Linked DNA regions of Sus scrofa: regions 1 and 2 are each linked to region 3. The links are chromatin contacts, called in public HiChIP or PLAC-seq maps. All regions are on one chromosome and are shown on one strand. The core of a region is the stretch at or near the end of the contact, and the rest is flanking DNA. Distances in the headings are between cores, read along the strand shown.

What was found. HiChIP or PLAC-seq counts read pairs in DNA pulled down with a chosen protein or histone mark.
Region 1: a contact with region 3 is called in an H3K27ac HiChIP or PLAC-seq map of alveolar macrophages. The contact joins two enhancer-like sites. A contact is called at or near these places in 2 of 5 promoter capture datasets (fetal skeletal muscle and liver), 33 of 47 Hi-C or Micro-C datasets (adipose tissue, alveolar macrophages, blood and 16 more) and 2 of 2 datasets of contacts at active chromatin or transcription factors (alveolar macrophages and skeletal muscle).
Region 2: an H3K27ac HiChIP or PLAC-seq map of alveolar macrophages shows a contact between it and region 3. The contact joins two enhancer-like sites. A contact is called at or near these places in 1 of 47 Hi-C or Micro-C datasets (retroperitoneal adipose tissue) and 2 of 2 datasets of contacts at active chromatin or transcription factors (alveolar macrophages and skeletal muscle).

What each region holds. Positions count from the first base shown.
Region 1 is chr13:202,732,650-202,736,116 of Sscrofa11.1, forward strand. No RefSeq gene overlaps it. Among named protein-coding and RNA genes, the nearest start is that of PSMG1, 41 kb to the right of the region's middle. Within about 2 kb of position 1,957, at least 28 of the 83 cell types and tissues checked have an H3K27ac peak or open chromatin away from gene starts, as enhancers often do. A contact at or near this core is called in adipose tissue, alveolar macrophages, liver and 2 more, where this site is marked.
Region 2 is chr13:202,710,617-202,714,084 of Sscrofa11.1, forward strand. No RefSeq gene overlaps it. Among named protein-coding and RNA genes, the nearest start is that of PSMG1, 63 kb to the right of the region's middle. Within about 2 kb of position 1,520, at least 27 of the 83 cell types and tissues checked have an H3K27ac peak or open chromatin away from gene starts, as enhancers often do. A contact at or near this core is called in alveolar macrophages and retroperitoneal adipose tissue, where this site is marked.
Region 3 is chr13:202,378,554-202,382,544 of Sscrofa11.1, forward strand. No RefSeq gene overlaps it. Among named protein-coding and RNA genes, the nearest start is that of ETS2, 84 kb to the right of the region's middle. Within about 2 kb of position 1,813, at least 17 of the 83 cell types and tissues checked have an H3K27ac peak or open chromatin away from gene starts, as enhancers often do. A contact at or near this core is called in adipose tissue, alveolar macrophages, liver and 2 more, where this site is marked.

The sequences.
Region 1 (3,467 bases), core at 707-3,206, 350 kb after region 3:
TGGGATCGGCCCAAGAAATAGCAACAACAACAACAACAACAAAAAAAAAAAGTTTAAAAAACCTAATGCTGGATGAGATTTTAAAATTAAAGCCTGGTTAGTACAGTGGACTGCTTATCAGCTGCTTATTTGGGTTTTATAAAGTCGGCCAAGTTTATAATGATCATCCTTTAAAGAGACCCAAAGCCTAGGGCCCGCGGGCAGCACTCTTACTGATGCGGAAATGCCCTGACTCGCCGGCAACTTCTCTGGCCTGTCCTTCCCCGTGGAGCACTTTCCCATGGGCCTGGCTCTCAGAGTCAGCATTCCAACTGGAGAATTCCTCCGCAGGCTCACCTCTCCCTCAACCCGTGAGCCTTCCCACCCCCACCCCCGGGCTGGCACCGCCATACCTGCAGACTTGGGTGAATCCTGGATGATGGCAGCAGTTTGCCCGTCAGAGGGCTCGTTAAGAATGACTCAGTGCCCAGCGGGGGAGCGGCCTCGTGACTCAGCAGGGCCTGGCCCTCCTTGGCGGTCATCAGGCGGGCAGTGCGGGTTCGAGGAGGGCTGACAGGGCTGATCTGGGAGGAGAGAGAAGCTGTTGCTGTGTGGCTCCTGGCACTGGCCATGTCTCTGGGTCCTGCCACCCACCGCCACACACTAGCAGGGCAGGGAAGGAACATGACGGGGGGCGAGGGGGGGTGCACAATGATGCCAAGGGCATCTTATTGTATTTTATTTTCTATTTTTATTTTTAGGGCTGCACCCACGGCACATAGAAGTTCCCAGGCTAGGCGTGGAATCAGAGCTGTAGCCGCCGGCAGACACCACAGACACAGCAACGCCAGATCCCAGCCGTGTCTGCGACCTACACCACAGCTCACGGAAATACCGGATCCTTAACCCACTGAGCAAAGGCCAGGGATCAAATCCTCCTCCTCATAGATCCTAGTCGGGTTGGTAACCTGCCGAGCCACAACTCCCCACCATCCCCCGGTTTAAAGAAGCCACTGAGGGCATCTTTAAAGAAGAGTCACTCTGGAGCAGAGGCACTCAGACCCAAGCCCCTCTCCCAGCTCGGCAGACCCTCCCCCAGAAGCGGTTCACCCCTTGCTTTGATGCCAGCACTGGGTTTGAAGGGCAGGGGAGAGCCTCAGATCCCATATCATCAGTACTATACTCAAAAGTCACACCCCAAGAGGCCACCAGGGGCCACTGGTCCCGCTGGAGGAGGTCTGGGGTGCAAGCCCCACCCCAGCCCTGGCACAGGTCTCACTGTGGATGCAAAGAACCATCTTTGAACACGCTCAGGTATTCCAATTTAAGGAAACAGAGCCAACTCGTTTCTGGCACATGGAGCACACGTGGACATTTCTCCGTGCACCCCAGCCCATCTGCCAAAATTAAAGTCATCAGAGAACTAGAAGACTCGCCCACACGCACAGCCAAAGTGGCGCTGAACATCTAAGAAAGACACGGAGGGTTCAGCCAGCATCCCTCAGTCTCACCGTCAAGAAGAAAGGGAGCTTATTTTCCACCCTAACTGGTAATGATTGCTTTCCCCAAAATTACCCCCCAAAAAGGAACCAGACCTCTCTCACATACACCTGCACATGCACACGCTCAGATCTGTGTTCCAGGAGAGCGCGTCCAGCTGGAGGCAGCCGGGCACCCGCAGCTGGGAGTCTAGACCCAGGCTGGTCGGGGTGGCCCGCGCAGGTCCCAGCACCTGCCCGCCTGGGAAACGACTGAGGCGGGAAAAGGTGAAACTGCAGACTCCAATTTAAGAAATCTGACCTTTTGTCCCTCAAATAATTGGGGAGCAAGATATGACTTTTTTCCTGAGTATATTTATGGTATTTTTCCATTTGAGAAAGCATCCGCCAAGGCAAAAGGAACAATGCTAAGAAGCGCGATTTCCATTTTCAAAGGGAAGGGGAGGCCCTTTTGGAGGGACCACGCCCACATCTGTAAATAGCCAACCTTGGAAGGAACTCGAAGGAAAGCAACGTGTGTGCCTATGTGTGGGGGGAACCTCAGCGGCTAGAGCCTCCCCACCCCTCGTGGCGGCAGGAAACCATCCGCCGGGTGAGGGCTGCAGACCCAGCGGGCGCCCAGGCGGCAAGAGATGCTCCTGGGGTTCCAGGCAAGACCCCCGCGGGCGCACAGACACACACGTTACATACCTTTGTTTCACTGTGTTTATTTCCACTGCAGAAGAGGGACAAGCAGAGGCTGGGGACAGAGTGGAAGGGACGCTTGCTTTACTCTGAGTCTCTTTGTGCCTTTTGAGTTTTGAACTTGAAGTCATTTGCGTACCTGTGTCCTTCGGGGGAACTGTCTCCTAAGAGATTCTGGCACCACTTCCTGACCCAGCAAGAACCCACTCTCCTTCTGGAATACGGGATGCCCTCCCCTTCCCCCCAACCCCAGCACCCCCCACACACACACACACACACAGCACACACAACACAGCATACACACCCTCCCCAACACCCACGGCACACACACACACACACACACACCACACGCACCCCACGCACACACCCTACACACACACAGGAAACACACACACACAGACACGTGTGCGTGCACACCTCCCACAGCATCTCTGAACCCAGGTGCCAGGCAGGGCTCAGCTTGCAAAGCAGGTCAAAGTCGGGTCGGGATGCTGCCTTGGACCCTATAGAAAGGGCCTTGACATCTAAACCTCCGGGATTCAGCGCCATCTAGAGGCTTTCTGCTGCACTGTTTCCCAGCTTGGCGACAGAAAGGCGACCCCAGCTCCTGGCATCGTGAAGGGTGGGGGCCTGAGAAGCCCAAGAAAGGCGCCACGTTGCTGAGGACTCGGGCTGGGGCCGGCCCTGGGGTTTTGTGGTTCCACCCTTCTATGTATTCCACTCCCTCTTCTCACATACACACACACACGCGCGCGCGCGCGCGTATTTAATTTTTTTCCAATTAAGTAAAACATTCGGAAAAATGCCAAAGGTCCTTAGTCATCAAAAAATGTAACCCAGGACTTCCCATTGTGGCTCAGCAGGTTACAAACCCAACTAGTTTCCACGAGGATGCAGGTTCAATCGCTGGCCTCCCTCAGTCAGTTAAAGATCCAGCGTTGCCTTGAGGTTGCAGACGTGGCTTGGATCCTGCGTTGCTGTGGCTGTGGTGTAGGCTGGCAGCTGCAGCTCTGATTCCCCCACTAGCCTGGGTACTTCCATATACCGTGGGTGCAGCCCTAAAAAAAAAGACAAAGAAAAGAAGAAAGAAAGAGAAAGTGCAACCTAAAATCCCACACAGCTGCCCAAATGCCCATGTGAGGAATACCAAGCATTGGTGAGGCTGTGGACCCCTGCAGTGGGCACAAACTGGTTCACGACTGGGAGAAACGGGCGCTCATCTATGGCAGCTGAGCACAGGCAACACTCGGCACCTCAGTCCGACCCCCAGTGTACACCCAACACAAACGTGGGTACACGGACCCG
Region 2 (3,468 bases), core at 270-2,769, 330 kb after region 3:
CCCAGGCTAGGGGCTGATTCAGAGCTGCAGCTGCAGCAATGCCAGATCCAAGCTGCGTCTTCAACCTATACCGCAGCTTGTGGCAATGCCAAATCCTTTATCCTACTGCGTGAGGTCAGGGATCAAATACACATACTCGTGAATACCACTCGGATTCTTAACCCACCAAGCCACAGCGGGAACTCACATAACCGAATCACTTTGCTGCACACTTGAAACGAACACAATATTGAAAACCAACTATATGCCAATTAAAATTTTTTAAATGGATGTGCTTCCTTAGCTCACTTGATAACAAGTGCCAGCCATGAGTCTAACATACCCATCCAACATTTCAAAGGGGTGAAGAGTGAATACAATTTCTATTTTTTTTTTTTTTTTGGTCTTTGTTGTCTTTTTAGGGCCATACCCAAGGCATATGGAGGTTCTCAGGCTAGGGGTCTAATCGGAACTACAACTGCTGACCTACGCCACAGCAACGTGAGATCTGAGCCGCATCTGCGACCTACACCAGAGTTCACGGGCAATGCCGGATCCTCAACCCACTGAGCAAGGCCAGAGATTGAACCTGCAACCTCATGGTTCCTAGTCGGATTCATTTCTGCTGCGCCACGACAGGAATTCTCTACTTTCTACATTTCTGAAGCAATTGTAATGCGGTGAGAAGTTCCCTGGGGTTTCTGTCCAGACAACATGGCAGGAACTCCTGCCACCACTGCTGCTGAGTGCTGGCCCCACAATGGATGTGTGGAGATGCCAAATTTGGTCCAAGGCTGGAGGTACTGAAAATGGGGAAGCCATCTGTCCCATGCAAGTCCAGGACCCTTGAATTCCATGTGTGGTTGAGAAAGCACACCTGGGAGGAGGGCGAGGGGCCCGCAGGTGCTTCCCGGCCGCCTCTTCCGCCTTCCCAGCATCCTCGTCTCCCACTGGGCAGGACGCTCATGCCCACATGGTCCCCTCCTAAGCCCTACCTGTAACCGGGAGACCCTGACGGTGACTGGGCAGTGGCCCGTGCAGACAGCATCTTTCGCAAAGATACCCACTGCATCCCCACAACCAACTCCAACCTTCAGCGAGGTGGGGCCGCTGACGGGAGCAGCTACTACCCAAAGCACCTGCCACTGTGACCACAGAGGAAGTAGCCCCCTCTCCTGGTGACCCTGAGAAAACTGGGGAGTCATCAAGGGAGGAAGAAACTGCCAAAGAGTGACCTCTCCTGGCCCCTCCCGTCCTCCTCACTCCGTATGTAGAAACTGGCCACTTAGCTCCACTGAGGAACTCCTGGCTCCCCAGGCGAAGGGGGCCCTTGGCAGGTGAGGAGCCCCATGCAAAGGGCGACCCTTTTTGCAAGGAGCTGAGAGCAAGAGAGATTGCTGGTTGCCTGTCATCTTATTAACTGAAAAAGCTAAGCCCCGAGATCATTCGAAGGCACAAACACAGCACACGGCCCCTTACAGGACTCTCCTCGGCTTTTTCTTAACATCCGTGGCCCTTGGGCAGTTCTCCAGCCATGGGCGGTGGCTCTTGGATGGAGAAGCAGTCTGGCAGGGGGTCATCTCCAAGCACAAAGACCGAGGCAATTCCTGCGTCCACGGAGCCGGGGGACGCGTCATTTCCTCATCCCATTCTTAAAAAGCCTTCTCAGAATCCACACTGAGGACCGTTCTTATTTTAGACGCCTGGTTGACTGGAGGCCCAAGTCATATTTCTATAAGCAGGTTGCGGGTTATTTTTTTTCTTGAATGGAATTGTTTTGCTTGTTTGTTTCACTTCCTCTTTGGGGAAACCAAGGAACACGAGTTCCCCTTTTCCTGGTATTCAAAGTACGTCAGTCCAGTCTGAGCAAATGCAGAGGGAAGCAGAGGAGTTTCATTGTTTGACAAATGCATCCGCTACGAGGCTTTTGTTTTCTTTTCTTTTTTGCCTTTTTTGCTTTTTTTTCTTTGTTTGTTTGCTTTTTAGGGCCGCACCCGTGGTCCCCAGGCTAGGGGTCTAATTGGACCTATGGCTGCTGGTCTATGCCACAGCCACAGCAACACCAGATCTGAGCCACGTCTGTGACCTACACCACAGCTAACGGTAACATCAGATCCTTAATCCACGGAGCGAGGCCAGGGATCGAACCCGCAACCTCATGGTTCCTAGTGGGATTCGTTTCCGCTGCGCCATGACAGGAGCTCCTATTTTATTTTCCCAAGTGCCCTCAGAATGTGGGTGGGTCTCCAAAGAGCCATCTGGCCCTGGTAAGGTGTGGCTTCAAGGGCAGGATGGGGGTGCAGGGGCATGTCTGCCCGCTGAGCCCCATGGCCTGACAGCGGCCAAGTTTTAGTAAAGGAGTGGGATCGATAGACACGCTGCTCAGCGGCGGCCCCGTGTTTTCTCCGCCCCTCCGGGATTTTGAACTTGCTGAAAGTTTCAGGTGTGTGAAGAGGACAACTTCTGATCTACTCAGGTCTGACGTCTCAACCGCATTTCCAAAGAGAGTAGCAAAGACACATTTACCTTAAATATGCCTCGTCCTCCAGGGCGCATGGCAACCTGCTTTCTTCCGCAGCCCAGGACGGAGAAACAGAAGCCCTGGGAGGTGGGCACACGGGCCCAGCCTGAGGGCAGAGAGACCACAAGGCCACAGAGAGCCTTAGCCGGTGAGATCCCTAAGCTCCAGTGTCACACAGCCTCCGAGGGACTGGATGTGCCTTGTCCCCCAGAACCTCCAAAGGAACCTCCGAGGGGGTTCTCTGGGGGCCAGCCACCTGCTTTTTCAAGAACGAGGCCAAGTTCTAATCCTCCTTCCCCAGGTCCTCATGAGCTTAAATAATTGCATTTTTTTGTCTTTTTTTTTTTTGGTCTTTTCTAGGGCCACACCCACAGCATATGGAGGTTCCCAGGCTAGGGGTCCAATCGGAGCCGTAGCCACCGGCCTACGCCAGAGCCACAGCAACGCAGGATCTGACCCACATCTGTGACCTACACCACAACTCATGGCAATGCAGGATCCTTAATCCACTGAGTGAGGCCAGGGATCGAACCCGCAACCTCATGGTTCCTAGTCGAATTCGTTAACCACTGAGCCAAGACGGGAACTCCAATAATTGCATTTTCTAATATCTGTCCCCTTTCTATTTATTTTAATTTTTTTAGGGCTGCACCCACAGCATATGCAAGTACGTGGGCTAGGGGTCAAATCAGAGCTGCAGCGGCCAGCCTACACCACAGCTATGGTAACGCTGGGTCCAAGCCGCCTCTATGCCCTCACACCACGGCTTGCAGCAATGCTGGATCCTTAACCCACTGGGCAAGGCCAGGGATAAAACCCACATCCTCAGGGAGACTACGTCAGGTTCTTAATCCGCTAAGCCACAAGGGTAACTCCGAAATCTGTCCCCTTTTTAAATAAGGAGTTTGGGATTAACAGATACACACTACCATACATAAAATAAGTAACCAACAAGGACCTACTGTAGA
Region 3 (3,991 bases), core at 563-3,062:
AAGTATCCAACAACAGGGAAATGGTTCATAGTACGGGGCACGGAATGCTTACCAATAATTTAAATAATAAAAATAAGTCCTGGTGACATGTTAAGTGAAACAAAGCCATGAGCATTTTCATAAACAGCACACCCCCAAATAGGTTATAAAATGGATAGGGAAGGATCAAAGCAAAATGTTATTTACCTGGTTCTGGGAGTGGTGGAAAATGGGTGACTGTATTTTCTTCATCAGACTTTTCCAAACTTGTCAAATTTTCACCAGGTTAACTGAGCATTTACTTTGTGCTAAGGACATCTCTAAATATTTAATGTGTATTCATTCATTTACTCTCACAAAAGCCATTTTACTTAGGTGGACTATTGTTCCCATTTTACAGACGGAAAGAAAGGAAGCAAGAGTGAGACTAAATAAACTGCTTGTGGCTACACTCCTACTACATAGGGGAGCCAGGATCTAAAGCCAGCTCCTGACGCCAGAGGGCCTTAACCATCACACTACATGGCCTCTTCATGCATACATCACTTTAAAATCAGTGGAGGAAAAAAATCATTTTAAAAGAATTTACACGGATGGCCAAAAAGTCGGTGAAGAGATGCTCAATATTGCCAATCACTGGAGAAATGCACATCAAAAATACAGTGAGGGGTCACATCATGCCATCATCAAAAAGCCTACAAACAATAAATGCCGGAGAGGATGTGGGGAAAAAGGAACACACTTACACTATTGGTGGGAATGTAAGTTGGTACCACCACCATGAAAAACAGTATGGATGTTCCTCAGAAAACTAAATATAAAAGTACCATATAATCTAGCAATCCTACTTCGAAAGAAGTTCGATCCCTGGCCTCACTCAGTGGGTTAAGGATCTGGTGTTGCTGTGACCTGTGGTGTAGGTCGCAGATGAGGCTCAGATCTGGTGTTGCTGTGGCTGGGGTGGAGGCCAGCAGCTGCAGCTCTGATTCAATCCCTAGTCTGGGAACCTCCATGTGCCACAGATGCGGCCCTAAAACGCAAAAAAAAAAAAAAAAAGGATTGCTGGTTCAAAACCCCGGCATTATGGGAGGCAGCAGCTTGCAATGCCGAAGGCCATTCACCCCGTCAATTGACATTCCAATATTGCATTCAACAAATACTTACTGGATATCTTTCATTGTGCCAACTGCATTTCTAAGATTTAAAGCATTCAGCAAATCCTTTTTGAAATGCCAGGGGTTTGAGGTTAAAAAAAAAAAAAAAAAGGAGCCACAGATGTTTGCATGTCAGGAAACAGAACATCAGGGATCTGTTAAACCATCCAACGTCAACTCTGGACAAACCTTCCTTTCAAACAAATAAATATAAAGACTTCTCCTTGAAAGTGTGTTGGTAGACGATGAAAAAGGTGGGTGGTGATGGGAGGGCTTGGATGGTGATGGGAGGTGGAACCCAGCAACTGAACTTATGAGAGATTCTGGGAAAGCTTTATTCATCAACGCGCCAGTCGTAACCCTCAAATAAGCGCATCATTCAAGCGGTGAACTTTGGAGAATTAAAACTGTGAGACTCTGAAAGCAGGACACACCCTCGTTGGCTCAACCTGATATAAAACCATGCCCTCCTGCCTTTCCCCTTTCTGTTTGCCTGTTTGCTTAATCATATTACTCTGACCTTCCTACAATTGCATAATAGAGTGATTTCTCAAAGGAAACCATTGAAGTTCATTCCATTTGCATCAATCAAAGCTTTCCTCCCCTTAAAACTAACTTCCCTCTAGCCTTTCAAATTAAACCAAGGGATGGCTTTTGCCTCCCCGTCTCTGAGGGAATATGAAAGTGGAACCACTTCATGTCTGTGTAAGCAGTCTGCACAGAGGGCTCTGTCCAGGAAGCTGCAGCTCTATTGTAAAATATTCCAGTTCTGCGGATCAAAAGTGGTTGCGGCGAGTCGTGAAGTCTCTGCTTCTTTGTTTTTAAGATGTAACATTAAACCTGATGTGATGCCACAGGTTTGAGCACAATTTGTGTCCAAGAAAGGGTTTTAGGAGCTCCTGGTGCGGCTCAGCAGGTTAAGAACCCGACATGGTGTCTGGGGAGGATGTGGGTTCGATCCCTGGTCTCTCTCAGTGGGTTAAGGATCCGGCATTGCCGTGAGCTGTGGTGTAGGCTGGCAGCTGTAGCTCTGATTCAATCCCTAGCCCAGGAACTTCCATATGCCTCAAGTGAGGCCCTAAAAATAAATATATAAATTAAAAAAAGAAAGGTTTTAGCAGAAGTGCCTAGATCCCCAAGAAACAAAGAGTGATTGATGTGCCCCCTGGGATTTGAAATTTCAAGGCTCAAGGAAGCTCATGGTGAGAGACCCTTCTCTTCTCAAGCCTTTAATTCCACACTTGAAAAAAAAAGAGATGGAACCAGAGTTTCCCAAGGCTCTTCCTGGTTTGCACATGTGGCTCTAGAACAATGAAATGCCGGGGACAGTGGAAGACCTTCCTTCTTTCCACCCTGCTGGACGGTACTTGACACTCTGGATGCCTCTGCTCAGGGCTCTTCTTGATCATCCTTGGGCCAAGGATGCCTTCCCTGAGGAGTGGGACTCTAAGTCTCCAGCCATCCGTAGCTCTGCTCCTCCCCTTGGGTTTCTCAGTATCCTCTTAGAGCCAGGGCAACCAGAGAAAGAATCTAATATTAATCCACACATGTAAAGAGTATTGGGAATGAATGAACAACTATTTCATAATCACCTAATGCATACCAACCCTTTCGTCCTTCCAGGAACCAGATGAAAGCCAATCAGCCAAATATTTCATTGCCCTCTTGTGTGGCTGGCACTGTGAAGACTGACTCTCCAGTGGGGACAGAACAGACGGAGCCCTGCTCCCAGGGAGGTGACTCTCTGAAGCAGGGAACAAGTAGGAAACAAAAGGGCATGCAGATTCACAGATTACTCCATAGTCTCATGGTTCCAGGGAGGAAGGGGAAGGGCTCTGAGGAACTGGACGCCTTAAGGGAGGACGGTAAAGAAGACAGCTGAGGGAATGAAGGCATCCCCTGGGGGGATAAGGGTGCAGGGCCAAAGGCCCAGAGAACCTGGTTGGTGAGTCCGAGAAGGGAAAGGTCAGTGGGGAGGAAGCTTAGGGGACGGAACACAAGGTGATGTCATCCCTAGACCGGAAGGGCCAGTTCCTGCAGGGCCTTGAATGATGGGCAGCAAGTGTGGGTTTTATTCTGAGTGCAAAGATCAGCCTTATGCAAACAAGTCTAGTGCAGCTTCCACCTACAAATATGCAGGCTCTCAGGGCCGGGCACACCCTCCTCCCTCGACAGAGAAGCGCTCCCGGCACCACTTCCGGTATCTTCCACTGCGTGTATTTCAGTCACATATGGGACTTGTTCATTATGTCTTATCTTCCACTGTAGCACAGAAAGGTTTGGCCTCTGCAATAAAAAATCAAGAGTCCAGTCGCTTGAGGGAAGGAGGAGGAAGAGGAAACAGGGTAGCTTTCCCAGCTGCCCTACCTCATTTATGCAAAAAGCCACTGTGGTCCCATATGGTCCGATTATAGGAGCTTCCTAGCAGTTGTTTTAGAGAAGCCGGTGGTCAACCGGACTGGATTGTTGGGTTTATTAAAAGGCAGTATTTCCCCTTATGTGGACTGTGGATATTTCAAGAGACGTCAAACTATATTATATGGAAAGGTTTGGCAAGATGGAATGAAGGAAAATTAAGTAGATTTCTTGACCAAGGGACTTGTCAGAGCCCTTTACCTGGAACTGCAGGGAGGGTGTCTGTGTTACCATAACAACTATACAGGTCCTACCCCTGGGTGCTCTGCTTTCCTTCTGTATCTATAGTATAAGAACCAGGAAGACAAAGACTGTGTCTTCTTAAATAGTCTGTGTCTTGGACAGTGTCTCTTCTCTCAAACATAGTAAATACTTGTTAAATAAATAAAGGATTCACCAACAGATGGCCATTTCCCAAACTCATCTAACCCTGGAATCATTTT